3 separate regions of the Zea mays genome follow, and all the other regions are linked to region 1. The links are chromatin contacts, called in public Hi-C maps. All regions are on one chromosome and are shown on one strand. The core of a region is the stretch at or near the end of the contact, and the rest is flanking DNA. Distances in the headings are between cores, read along the strand shown. Region 1 holds the start of LOC100283323 (N-acetyltransferase). Region 2 holds the start of LOC100274011. Region 3 holds the start of LOC100502181.

The links. Hi-C and Micro-C count contacts between places; a contact is called where the count stands out from the background.
Region 2: a Hi-C map of ear shows a contact between it and region 1, with 2.2 times the contacts expected there. The contact joins the promoter of LOC100274011 here to the promoter of LOC100283323 in region 1. A contact is called at or near these places in 4 of 25 Hi-C or Micro-C datasets (ear, leaf and tassel).
Region 3: a Hi-C map of ear shows a contact between it and region 1, with 2.4 times the contacts expected there. The contact joins the promoter of LOC100502181 here to the promoter of LOC100283323 in region 1. A contact is called at or near these places in 3 of 25 Hi-C or Micro-C datasets (ear, leaf and leaf mesophyll).

Annotation. Positions count from the first base shown.
Region 1 is chr5:219,308,740-219,312,922 of Zm-B73-REFERENCE-NAM-5.0, reverse strand. It overlaps LOC100283323 (N-acetyltransferase), which reads right to left and starts at 2,411. Exons shown (of 8, transcript NM_001156225.1): 1 at 2,286-2,411; 2 at 1,643-1,745; 3 at 1,351-1,421; 4 at 946-1,272; 5 at 712-785; 6 at 447-489; 7 at 274-342; 8 at 1-39. The coding sequence starts at 2,354. The coding sequence ends at 25.
Region 2 is chr5:219,561,539-219,565,721 of Zm-B73-REFERENCE-NAM-5.0, reverse strand. It overlaps LOC100274011, which reads right to left and starts at 1,842. Exons shown (of 14, transcript XM_023302428.2): 1 at 1,237-1,842. The coding sequence starts at 1,742.
Region 3 is chr5:219,503,079-219,507,261 of Zm-B73-REFERENCE-NAM-5.0, reverse strand. It overlaps LOC100502181, which reads right to left and starts at 1,915. Exons shown (of 10, transcript NM_001323626.1): 1 at 1,479-1,915; 2 at 1,197-1,314; 3 at 845-1,030; 4 at 262-708; 5 at 43-141. The coding sequence starts at 1,579.

The sequences.
Region 1 (4,183 bases), core at 1,162-3,661:
ACCGTCATCACGCATTCTAAACTCTTAATAGTCCCCATCCTGCAGATGTTAAAAAACAAGAGCATGAGCTGTGCACCTGTGCTAGGATTAAACAAACTTCCAGCACATTACGCTTTCATGAGTTATACGAAGCAGAACAGATAGCAGATAGTAGTAACATGCAATTCTGACTAATACCAGAAACTCTGGTAGTGAAATAAGTTTCTGAGATTCAGCAACCTTAGGCAAATGCAGCAACGAAATGATGCCATGTCAAATAAGTATGCTACATACCTCTAATTTTGATTTAGCTTCAGAGTCAAATGTCTTGCATAGAATCTCATAGCTTTTTTCAAGTCCTATCTGAGAAAATAAAGGTATCCATGTAAATTATGATAATGATATGAAGAATTTCTCGTGCTTATAAAAAGGCAAGTGATACAGTTGGTTGGAATGTTGAATAATACCTGAGGGTCCACTCGCGATGGCGAGGTACTAGATATCACATATCTGAAAGAGTGAAAGAATTAGAATAAAAGCAGAGCAGTACCCAAAACATTAAGCAGCCAAAAGGTATATATATAGGGTGTGTTTGGTTGCCGCCCTGGCCTGGGAGCGCTGGCCAGGCAGCTCAATCCAGCCCCAGGCATCCAAAATCGGACGCCCGGGATTGCTGCCTGGGCAAGGCAGGTTTCTCAGTCTTCAAACCAAACAAGCCCATAGTGTACATACCTCAACTTGGTATAGAAAGCCATCGCTTGAGTGTTAGCTTTCTGAACTGTTAGCATCACAGCTCCCATTTGGTTCTGCGTGTTTATATAAATACTTTGGATCGGTCATTCTTAATGAGGACAGTGATTGAACTAAAAACATAAGAAGTGGAAAGAAAAAAAGTGCAGTAACAGTTCATATCAAGAAAATATTCAGAAGATATTAATAGTTAGGATGGTGAACAGATCACATTACCTTGCAAGCGATCTGTTCAATCAACTGCATCATAAACTTCCCCAGCCCCTTACCCTGAGCAGAAGGCTCCATTTGTAGCTCATACACATAAAGAACAGGAAGCTCCTCTTCCACAACAAATCTATAGTGTACAAAACCAAGCAAGCAGCTTTCAGGACACACTGCACACATATGTTCCACCTCCGTTTCCTTCATGGAACTTTCAGTAATAAACCCATTAGAATATTGCTTCACAAATATATATCGTGCTTCTGGGACCACCATCTCCCGACGCTTAACTTTCTCTTCTAAAAGCCATTCTGGTCCATAAGGTTCCTCCATGTTAACCTAAAATTTGTCAAGTCACATCAGATTTGCAATATGCTGCGCTAACAACAGGATGCAGTGCAATAAAATGCATCTAACCTTAAGAAGATTTTGGATGTACTTCCTCATTGGTTTTCTCAGTTGATGACCACTTCCAGACTCTAGGTACACTGAAAGACCAGTCAGGAAAAAAAAGATTGATGTGAATCACTCAGCATCCAGAACAACAGAACACACACTAGACTGAAAAGCAACAAGTACTGTGCTGAATTGCAACTGCAAATGACTGGTTTTGCAATCGAATTTGCTTCCATGACTTCTAAAGATAAATTTTGTTTCAATCATGGAAAACGTTAGATGTTTTGGGTGATAATGTGACAATGTAGGTTACCATTTCTCTGATATTTATGGAAATCAGATAATTGAGCTAGATGGTCCTTCACAGCTACAGCTTTTCTTATAAGCTCATATGTGGCCTTCTTCCTTTCCAAAATCTACACACGAGAATAGAATTATCTGTGTGAGCCCCCAATATACCTATGCACCTCTATTAGTTTTGTTTAAAAACAGATTCAAACACCAAGCAGAGAACAACACCAAAAGATGATTGACACAAGTTCAGCAGGACAACATGTAAACCTGGTTGATGCGTCAATGGGTGTGTTAAAGTTATCCCTACAGCCTACATTTCATCCAATGAACTATTTGATCGTATGCAGAAAATTTATCCAGCCTGGGGACCTCAAGAACTTGCAGCGATTTCCAGCTATCTCACTTCTCGGCCCATTGTCGAACACTGAATGAGTGTAGTACCCCAGATAAAATCCTGCAGAGGCCTCTCAGTATAACGGAACAAATGAGTATTAGAAACCTACGAGAGCTTTTCTGTTCTGCCCATAAGCACTACTAGTAGATTTTTTGTGGCCATACACAATAGCAAGCGCAAATATGCATTAACCAATGGCGCAAGTATGCATTATCAATGGGGGTAAAGGAAGACAAGGAAGTCGACGCAGGAGAGAAAAGAGAAGGACCTCCTTCCTACTTGGCTTCTTCTCTGCTCCACTGCTGAGCCTGGGCCTCTTGTTCTCCGCCGTCGCCATGACCGCTTCCCCGTCGTCTTCAAGATAGGAGGCAGGCGGCAGAGGTGAGTTTGATTTGAAGGTTGTGACGGGACGGCAGAGGTGATTTGAAGGCGTGGGTTCGTCCAAAGGAGAATACGCTCACCAGAAACGGGACGGATCGATTCTCCCAGATCAAACGGACAGGAGCGTCCCATTTCGCCATCGCGCACCATGTGAGGCGCACCTGCGACGCCCGTCACCGCCCACCCCAAATCGCTCACCAGTCACCTCCTCCTCGTCCACTCCCGTCCGGCGCACTTGGAGTTAGACCTCGGCGGCGATGTTCCCGTCCGCGTCTCAGTCCTCCTCCGCGACTCCTCCGTCTCCGTCGGGCGTGATTGACTGAGGCTTCCGTCTCCGTCGGGCGTGATTGACTGAGGGATTGTTCGTTTGCGTCGGATCGGTGGATCAGAACAATTCTTGACCGGATTGTTTCTCTAATTTATATAAATTTTTATTAGTTGGAACGATTCCGGGTACAATCCGACACAAGGCCTAATGAAATTCGCTCCTCCTTCCCCACCTGCAGCGGGTCGATACTTTATTGGGCTGTGCTGTGCTGTGCTGTGCTTTCTCCAGTAATGGACCAGCGTGATTTATTTGGGCCCGCGTTGCCCGTAGTAGGAAACGGATTGATTATGTGGCCTACGGCCCATCGATCCAGCAAGGCATTTGTTCTTCACCTCTGATCCAGCCCAATCTGGCAGCGGCAGTGTCGGCATATCCCCGTGGTACACGCCGGATATGCTTTTGGATTTGACCAAGGATACGCCATGTGGAGAATGCAAAGCTAGGGCCTAGGGCTCAATCATTTCCTCCTTTTCGCAGCAGAGACCAAAACAGTACTAACATGCCAGTCCGGACCTCGGTAAGCCACTTGATTCTTTTTTCTGCAGTCATGATCACGATCGCGGTAAGATTTGCACGAACGGATTATGTAAAATCCTTAAGAAAACGGGAACGTTGTAGCTCTAATTCATCCACCTTTTTAGCTACTCCATCCAAACAAAATATTTAAATGGTTTATGTTTAGTTAAGTATATATAGTTTATCGCAAAAAAGATAATTAAGTAAATAAATCAATAAAGTATTGTTGTCAAAAGTAATCTTAACCTTCTCATATGCTTCTATGCATTCCCACAAATATTATTGTCAAACTTAGGGCCCGTTTGGCACAGCTCCAGCTCCTGATTCTAAGCGAGAATCTGGAGGAGCCGTGCCAAACGGGTATTTTTTTAAACTGATTCTCGTGTGGAACTAAAAGATTGGGAGTCGTTTTTGTGAAGAAATGTGGGATCTAGAAAAACCTGCTCCACCTTCCCTTAAAACAGCTCCTCAACCAACCAAATATGGACTTCCACTTAAAGTTTGATCGAAATTACCCGCAATTGCTATTGGACAAAAACATAACGAGCCAATTTATGGATTAAACATTTGAGACCATTTTATGCACTACTATGATGGGAATATTTTATATGTTATTGTTTCATAATTTTTTTCCGTATATGCATCCTACTTATTGGTTTGTAACAAAGTTGAACTGCAAAGGGTACAACAGACAATTGTCACAGACTACCAACTCTCAGCAGACAAGAATCAGTTTACTTGCCAAACGGTTTTAAAAATGATTCTGATTCTCTAGGAGAATCAGGAGGATCAGCTCCTCACGAGGATCAAGATCTAGAGCTAAAGAAGCAGGAGCTGGAGCTTTGCCAAACAGACCCTTAATTGTGAAACAAAGGTTAGGGAAGCATGTGATCCTTCACTTGTTGGATTGGCCTTTGCCATCAGAAAATTGCAAAACCCTT
Region 2 (4,183 bases), core at 593-3,092, 250 kb before region 1:
TAAACAAGACTGAAACAGAATTACAGAAGATTTAAGATCCAGTAATAGTTATTAGTCATAGGTAAGTAATGATATTCTAACCAAGCCATGAAATGAATACACAAACTTTTGTAGCTTGGTGATAGTCAAAATATTGCATGCTTTATTGGAATTCATGCTATACATTTGCCCTCATTGGTGCTAACAATTCCAACTATGGCAATGCATATTTCTCAACCAAATGGGGTTCAATGATATAGTGATTTTTTGAAGATTGTAACGCCTACTTTGTGTTAAAATAGACTAGAAATGAGAATTCAGTGCATTAGTTGGAGATAGAAAGTAGCAGGTCTATATAAAAAACTGAAATGTCACTATGTCAGTAGCTAAATTTATGCTATTTTCTGACATCTATAGAAAACAATAGCTAATTATACATTAGTGTTAAGGTTGGTCAAATCAATTGTTGCAGTACTCCCTATAGTTTGCCCATACTCGATGTTTTGAGAAGGTTTGAATCAAAGTTTCAAAACGTTGACTACAAATAACTTTTAAGTATCTAGTTCAAACTTTTGAAGATCAAATTTTTTTTACAAGTCCATTTATACTTTAATAGAAAATAGTGGTGAAAGCTATGTATGGAGTCTGTGCCATTGCCCAAAACCTCAAGTATTTGCTTGGAGGGAGTAATTTAAACATAGTTTACAGTATTCGTATAATATTGTGCTGTGGTACAATTTGAAGCTCAGTTACTTCATATAAACATGTTGTAGTGTTACCGACGATCAAGACACGGTGCATCATACTATTATGTTGATTCACTAGCCTTTGGAATAGTCTGATATTAGAACATTCTAGATGTATCAAATACAAGTACAGAATGGGCAAAGGTTGCATAGAATGAACCATGGTTAACACATAAATATATTCAAAATGCTAATCCAACCCTGCATTTAGCAACATATATTCTGGGTTTAGTGGAGAATATTTTAGAATCTTGTGTACAAATAACTAGGCCTAGGATTTCAGACAACTTGGTTAGCCTGGAGCAGGTCTCTGCTTAGTGTGACATTTTGAAATAATACTGATGCTGAGACCTTTGATTCACACTAAAATTTCTGCACAAGTCATCACGCTACGAATAAACAACTTCAACAAACTAATAGCACAGCAAAATTATTAAACATGAATGCAGCAACATAGATTTACTACGAGCAATTGGATTGGCATGCTACATCAAATACTTCATGATCAGACCTGTAGAGGGATCCAAAAGCCAGGTTATCATGGTCGCCCTTCGCGTCGACATAGTAATCCTTGGCTGGCTTCGTCTCCAATCCAGCCCAGGCACGAATCCCAGCCTTCCGCGATGTCGCTGCCCCATCATAGCGCTCCTTCTCGCGCTTCCGTTTCCTCCTCCCACTTCTCTTCCTCCGCGACCCCCTCTCCTCGTCGGAGGACGGCGAAGAAGGCACCAGCTCGTATTTCGCAGGAGCGGCCTGCAGCGGCGTGTCCTCATCGGACGAGTGGCTCTGCGGCGACGGGAGCGACGATGAGGTGGTAGCCGGGATGTTCAGGGAGGAGGCATCGAAGGAGAAGCTAGGGTTTGAAAGCCATTGGGATTCGGCGGGGGGAGCAGAGGAGGTGGAGGCGGCGAAGGGGAAAAGTGGGAATAGAGAGGATGACACCATGGGAGGGTACGTCTCATGTTCTTCTACGGCAGCAGGGAAGGTGGCCGTGGTGGCCGGCGACGAGGGTTCCATGGGTGCGAGCTGACAAGCAAGGAGAAGGGAGGGTGTTTTTTTTCTTTTTCTTTTTTGGGCGGGGGTGGCGGGGGAATAAGCAATGAGACTGTGCGCAGCGTTTCCTGTAAATTTTTATCCCTAAATGCTATTAGAGCATTTCCAAGTAACGACTCAAAAGCTCCCAAAACTTTTGTTTAAAGGTGAAACTCAGTTTTTATTACTCCAACAGAACTCCAATAACTGTCCATAATTTTCCGCGTCCCAGAAACGAAGCTAAGCATCCCGCAAATATGAGTGAATAGATTTCTCCCCCAATCCTGCGCAACGGGCGAGTCTGTGCGACATGCAACACAAATAAAAGTGCCAGCGACATGCATGAAATGAAATGGACCAGCAATTTAGGCGAAATGGCCCAGCAATTTTTAAAATTTGGCCTAGTTTGGTTTTTAGTTTTTTATTTTGAGGGAATTGTTGGAGGATCACCTTGTTTCACACCTGTAAATGTTTGTGTATGTCCCTCATAATCAGTTTTTAAGGAATTTTTTTCCATTTTCTTTTGGAGTTGCTCTTATGCAGTCACATTAATAAGATTCTCTCCTATATTCACTCTTTGTGCAATGGTTCTTCCTATAAGGCTATCTGCAGCGGTTTTCCTAAATTTTTCTCCCTATATCATTTTTTTGGTTACATCATCAACATTACATCCCCTGCTTTTCATCTCCCGCAGCGATTCTCCCTAAATCTTTCTCTATACCCCACTACAACCATAAAATATCATTTTCTATACCTACTTTTCATTCACTATCAATTTTTCATCTACTGACAATCAATCGCGGGCCCACAGCTACAATATCAAACAGTGTTAGTGCGCGTGAACAGTGACACGCCAAGAATGGAGGGAGAGAGAAGCGCTCCGCTCACTAGGGGGCTCTACAGGGACAAGCGATGCGCGTGTGGGGGTCTCTTGCAGCTGGCATACAAGGGGAGAGGGAGCCAGAGCGGCAACTCGTGTGGACAGTCTAAATTTCCCTATATATCCCTTTACACATAAAATATATGTATCAATCCAACTACCATAACCAACTTATTTTTCCATTCTTTTTTCTACACGTGACATGTTCATTTTAAAAAAAAATCCTAAGTACAAATTAAATGTCCATTAAAAATTGTGCAGACCATAATGCCTCAAATTAAGTTTAATGTAATTTCGAAATTGAATAACTACTTAATTATTTTGGGTCGTCCAGATTTTTCTTAAACATTGTGTACATTTATATGTTTACGAATTTGTTGTGCACCGAATATTTCTGCACGATTGAACTATGACATGAATATCCGACCAAGCTTTCCTTGCAAGCACCCGGTCGACAACCGTATACAGCAAGACACATCAGGCTTCCAGTGCAAGACACGAGCTAGCGACACAAGCTACCTCCATCTCGCATATATATACGTACATGCTCTTCCCATTTATGTGCACATCCTGCTCCTCAACTCAAGCTAACAAGCCTTTGTGCGTTATGTCGCCTTTGCGTAGGGACGATGATTCTGATTCGAGTGATAGTGACGACAACACACTTATACTTGCCACCCTTCTTACCGTCTCCATTGAGGCTGCACGTCATAGGCGTAGACGTTCCAGTATCCCTCGACGTGTGATTCATAAGGATCATTATGTCGGAGATAACCTCATCTGTCATCATTACTTCGTCTGAAGATCATTATATCCTAAAGGAGATAATGCTTCGAAAGACGAAGGGCATTAACCTTTAACATTCTGTGTTGACTTGTTCTTAACTCATAGCATTTGAGAACAATTCCCCAACACAAACCGAATGCGAACCATGTACGTGTCATGATCAGAACTCACATATACAGTGATTACATAAATGACTCATCATAGCACAATGCTTCGAATAATCACAAAGAGTAAGTAAAATTATTACAGACTTAAGTCTCATTAACATAATATATATCAAAGTGCACATGATATAAATGTAGCCAACGTAAATAAACCCACCACAGGCAACTAACTGGGGAGGTCGCTAGCCTAATCCTCAAACTCGTCAAAATACTATAACTCCTAGAGATCCGCCTCGACGCCTTCTTCTTCTTCTTTACCTGAGCATAGGTTGCACCAAAGGCACCTGGTGTTTGTGAAAGCAAGGGTGAGTGCACATCAACAAGCTCAACAATGTCCCGTTTGACTAAGGTGGACTAGCTTTATGTGGGGTTAGGCTCAAAGCAATTGCTTTTAGTTCGTCAGGTATTTATTAGTAGTAGAAGCTAAGTTTTAGCAATAACCAACTCGTGAATCATTCCTCATCGGGGAAAACATTATCATCATCGTAACCAATCCATAAATAGAATCATTGTATCTCGAGCAATCTGTATCTCTAACCAATGGAGCTCCCAAGGCCACTCTTAATCGTGAGCACGACTGATATATCAGTTTCATA
Region 3 (4,183 bases), core at 666-3,165, 190 kb before region 1:
GCCCGTGCGAGCGCGACACGAGGGATGGATCAGCTGTTCTACCAGAAGCAAAGACTCGCTCCGCCCGCCCATGCCGTTCACGAGGACGTCGACCGTGCGCGCTTTGGACACGATGGCAGGGAAGAGCTCCGTCCACTTGCTCTGCAAGAACAATGACGACCGTGCACGTCACGATTTACGACGACGTGGTGGTAGGTGCGAACCGTATGTAAATAGTGCTATATATATTTTACTCCTATTAATTGCAGCCCTGAACTTTACCGAGTCCATGAACATGTCGACGAGGCCGATGGCGCTCATGAAGACGAGCCCCGTCTCGCGGGAGCCCTCGACGTGCACGTCCGGGCCGCGGAACGAGCCGTCGGGCTTGGCGAAGATGCTGTCGTACGTGTCGACATTGAGCACCTCGCGGCCGCCCGTCTTGACCCACAGGTGCTCGCCGGCCTGCGCCATCCTGATGAGCTCGTCCATGGCGCGCGTCGCCATCTCGGCCATCATGGGCCGCTCCATCTCCGACACCGCCATCGGGAGGAGGTGGAACGGGGGATACCCCGAGGAGCCGCCGCTGAGGAGGTCGAGGTCCAGCGACGGGCCGCCGAGCCCGCCGACGGACAGGTCCAGCGACGACATGGACAGCGCCTGCGCCGACGGCAGCTGCGTGATGGGCCGCCCCAGGTACTTGGACGTCAGGCTGGACACCCGGTCAAGCTGCACATCACATCACACATGAAACGCGTGCCACGTCGCCGCTTGTGAATGTGAAACTAGAGCGCGGTAAAATGGCGGGCCCGTCGAGAGAGGCCGGACCGGGCGCAAGCGCAATGGTGAACGCGAAACGGCTTGCCTCTTCTTTGAGTCGCGCGTTCTCCATGCGCAGCTTCTGCTCGTCAAAATGGTCGTCGGCGACGGGCGGGCCGCCGCAGGTGGGGCAGATGACGTTCCGGAGCGCCTCCTGCATGGCGATGTTCTCGCACCGGATCTTGTCGTTCTCCGCGCGCAGGAAACAGTTGTCCTGGCGCTCGTGCTGCGCCTGCAGTAGTACGCCCCCCATCCAGCGGCCAAACAAACAATCGACACCAAAGTTAATGGCGGTCATTCAAACAGGAGCACGAATAATCCAATGAAGGACAACACCAACGGAGATAATGAAGAAACGTGAGAAGGATGCCAGCCACGGGACGACGGGTTTACTGTACCTTCATCTGCGTCCGGCGGTTCTGGAACCAGAACTTGATCTGCCGGGGCTCCAGCCCCAGCTCCCTGCTCAGCTGCATCCGCTGGTTCTCGTCCGGGTGCGGGCACTCCTTGAACATCCTGCGGGCGCGCACAGGCACAGACAAGACAGACGCCGCCGCCATTTGAGCAGAGCAGCCAAAACGAGCAAACACGTACAGCTAGCTAACCAAACCAGCCAGTAGATAAGGACGGAAGGGAGGGGGAAATCGGCGCAGGCCTGCCGGCCAGCAGGGTGCACGTACGCCTCGAGCTGCTGAATCTGGCGCGGAGTGTGGCGGTGGTATCTCTTCTTGCGGCGCTGCGCGTCGGAGCCGCCGTCCATGACGTCGTCGCCGAAGTCCATCGCGGCGCGCGCACGCCTCGCCTCGGGCGGCCGCTTGCTTCGAGCGCAATCCGGGCCGGGAGGGCTGGCTGCTTGGACCTGGCAAGCTACTCCAGTGGCCTAGCGGTATATAGCGGGCGGCTCTACTAGTACTAGTACCACGAGGTGTCTAGCTACAGCTAGCTCCTCCTCCGAGGCGCTACATAACCTCGCTGCTACGCAGGTGGTGGTGGTGGTGGTAGCGGAGGGAGGTACAATACGCGGCAGTAATCTCGCTGGTCCAAACGGAGCAGCACACTACAGCTCAGGAGGGAGGCGCCCGCTCGCTGTCTCGCTCTCTCTCGCCAGAAAGAAATGGAGAGAAGCGTGGTGCAGTGGAATCGATCAAAGGCATCCGCTTGTTCCTCCTGGCTGGGCTGGATGGCGCCATTAATTCCTTTCCACCCTTAACTCCCGCCCTCTCGCTCGCTCTCTGATGAGAGTGGACCGAGACAGGCGGCAGCAGGGTATGAGGCTATCCGCAGCGGTTCCCTCTAAATTTTTCCCCCCTATATCACTTTTCTGGGTCACATCATCAATAGTGTATCTCCAACTTTTTCATCTCCCGCAGTGGTTTCCCCTAAATACTCCCCCTATATCCCACTACAATATAAAATATCATTTTCTATACCTACTTTTCATCTACTATCAATTTTCTTCTACTATTAATTGAAGGCGGGCCCACAGGAATAGTGGTAGGGGGGAGCGCGCGCGCGCTGCAGCTGAGGGGAGAGAGAAGAGTCCCGCGCGGTGGAGTGCGCGATAGCGTGCTGCGCTGCGGGCGATAGCGCGTGCGCTGTAGCCGGCATGCAAGCGAGCGCGCGCCGTAGCGTGCGGCGCTGCGGCCAGTCTGACCGGAGACCTCGCTCTCGCTCCCTGGGTCTGCGTTGCTGCGCTGCGCTTTTTGCCTTTGCGCGTCGGAAGTGGGGGACGACGGGGCGGAGGAGCGGTAGGCGGGGTGGAGTAATTAAAAACTGATGCGAATTAAGAACGGGAGGAGTATTGAAATGGGTCCCACCCGTTTGGTTTGAGGCCTGGCCTACTCTGCGTTTCGAGGAAAAATTGTTTTACATTGTATAGTTTGAAATATATATATAGAGCGAGACAAGGGTGGAATAGAGAGGTCGCTGGAGATATATCTTTAGGTTAGGTGTTCCATTTGATTCAGTTCCTTGGATTTTTAGAGAATTCAGTCTACAGAAAACTAGAACTAAAATATATATATCTAGGATGGGTGGAACCAAAAATCACGGTTTTGGTTCTTTCGGTTCTCACCGAACAGACAAAGTTCACCAAAAAAATAGCAAAACAACATAATTTTAGGGCTAGTTTGCAAGTAAAGAGAGCTAAACCCAGTGGAAAAAAGGTCTTCTATAAATAACTAAGGTATCGTTTGGTTCCGAAGTATGGTGGAATGGAGCCGCTTTACTCCATTTTTGTTGTTGTTTGGATTGATTCCATATAAAAAGGAGTGGTTCTGAAAATGGAAAGTTATGCTAAAATGGTGAACCATTTGGCTCCCAAAAATCCTCGTACAGAGCCGTTCTATTCCAACGGGCTCTGGAACCAAACGCTACCTAAATGTCTTATTTAAATGACACCCCATGAGATCGCTCAATCCAGGAAAAGACAGTGATTCCAAAGGGATTTGAGTTTTAACTAACCATTAGAGCTTTAGCAAAAGTGCGTAGATGACCAAACGAAGAATTGGAGTTGGGATGGATTGTTTTGGAGGAATTGTGTGCTTGTATACTTAGTATTTGGAAAGACTATATTGGAACAAGGCTAAAATTCTATTGGTCTAATTATGGTTCTATTATATTTCGTTTTCTCAGTTAATTTGGTTCTCTCAGGTATAGAACCGAAATTAATTTAGTTATTTCGGTTTTTTTAAAACATGGAACCCAAATTACTAATGATCAATTCCATTTCGGTTCCGATTTGATTTCGGTTTATTTTGTGCAGGCCTAGCTGCCTTTCTTGGGTTTGGGTGGGAATACTGGGAACAGCTGGAGTCATATATAGAGGCCCGGTTGAGTTTTCCTGCCACCCGCAAGCAGGCAAGTTCAATTCTAGTTCTAGCACGCTTCTACTGTTTGCGTATGGCGCTTCACAGCACTAGTATTTTTGTGCTGGCTACGGCTGTTAGGCTGTCAGCTCTGTGTTGCGTTCATATACCAGACTACGGGAGTATATATGATGATGGTGCTAACGTGCGGAACCAGATTCTTTGCCAGAAATTTAGGACCTCAACCAAGTACAATAACAGAATGGATCGTTCTAATCGGTCTTTACATCGCCTTTCATCAACCCTTAGAGTTGCTTGCTATGTGTGTGACAGGTTAATTGTAACCTAGGCCGTGTTGTTAGCCCTTGATGATACATGGCTGGATCAATCTCTATCAAGTGTCAACAAGATTTTTATAATGGCATGTAAAATCAAACACAATAAAGAAAAAAAAAACGTCACGCAACGCCGCCGGTTCCGTTTCCTGCGCCTTGCCTTGTTACAAACGGGCCGGATTTCTGCCCGCCCAGATCCGGCGCAGCACTGCAACGCAACCCTGGAATGGAAAGAGACGAACC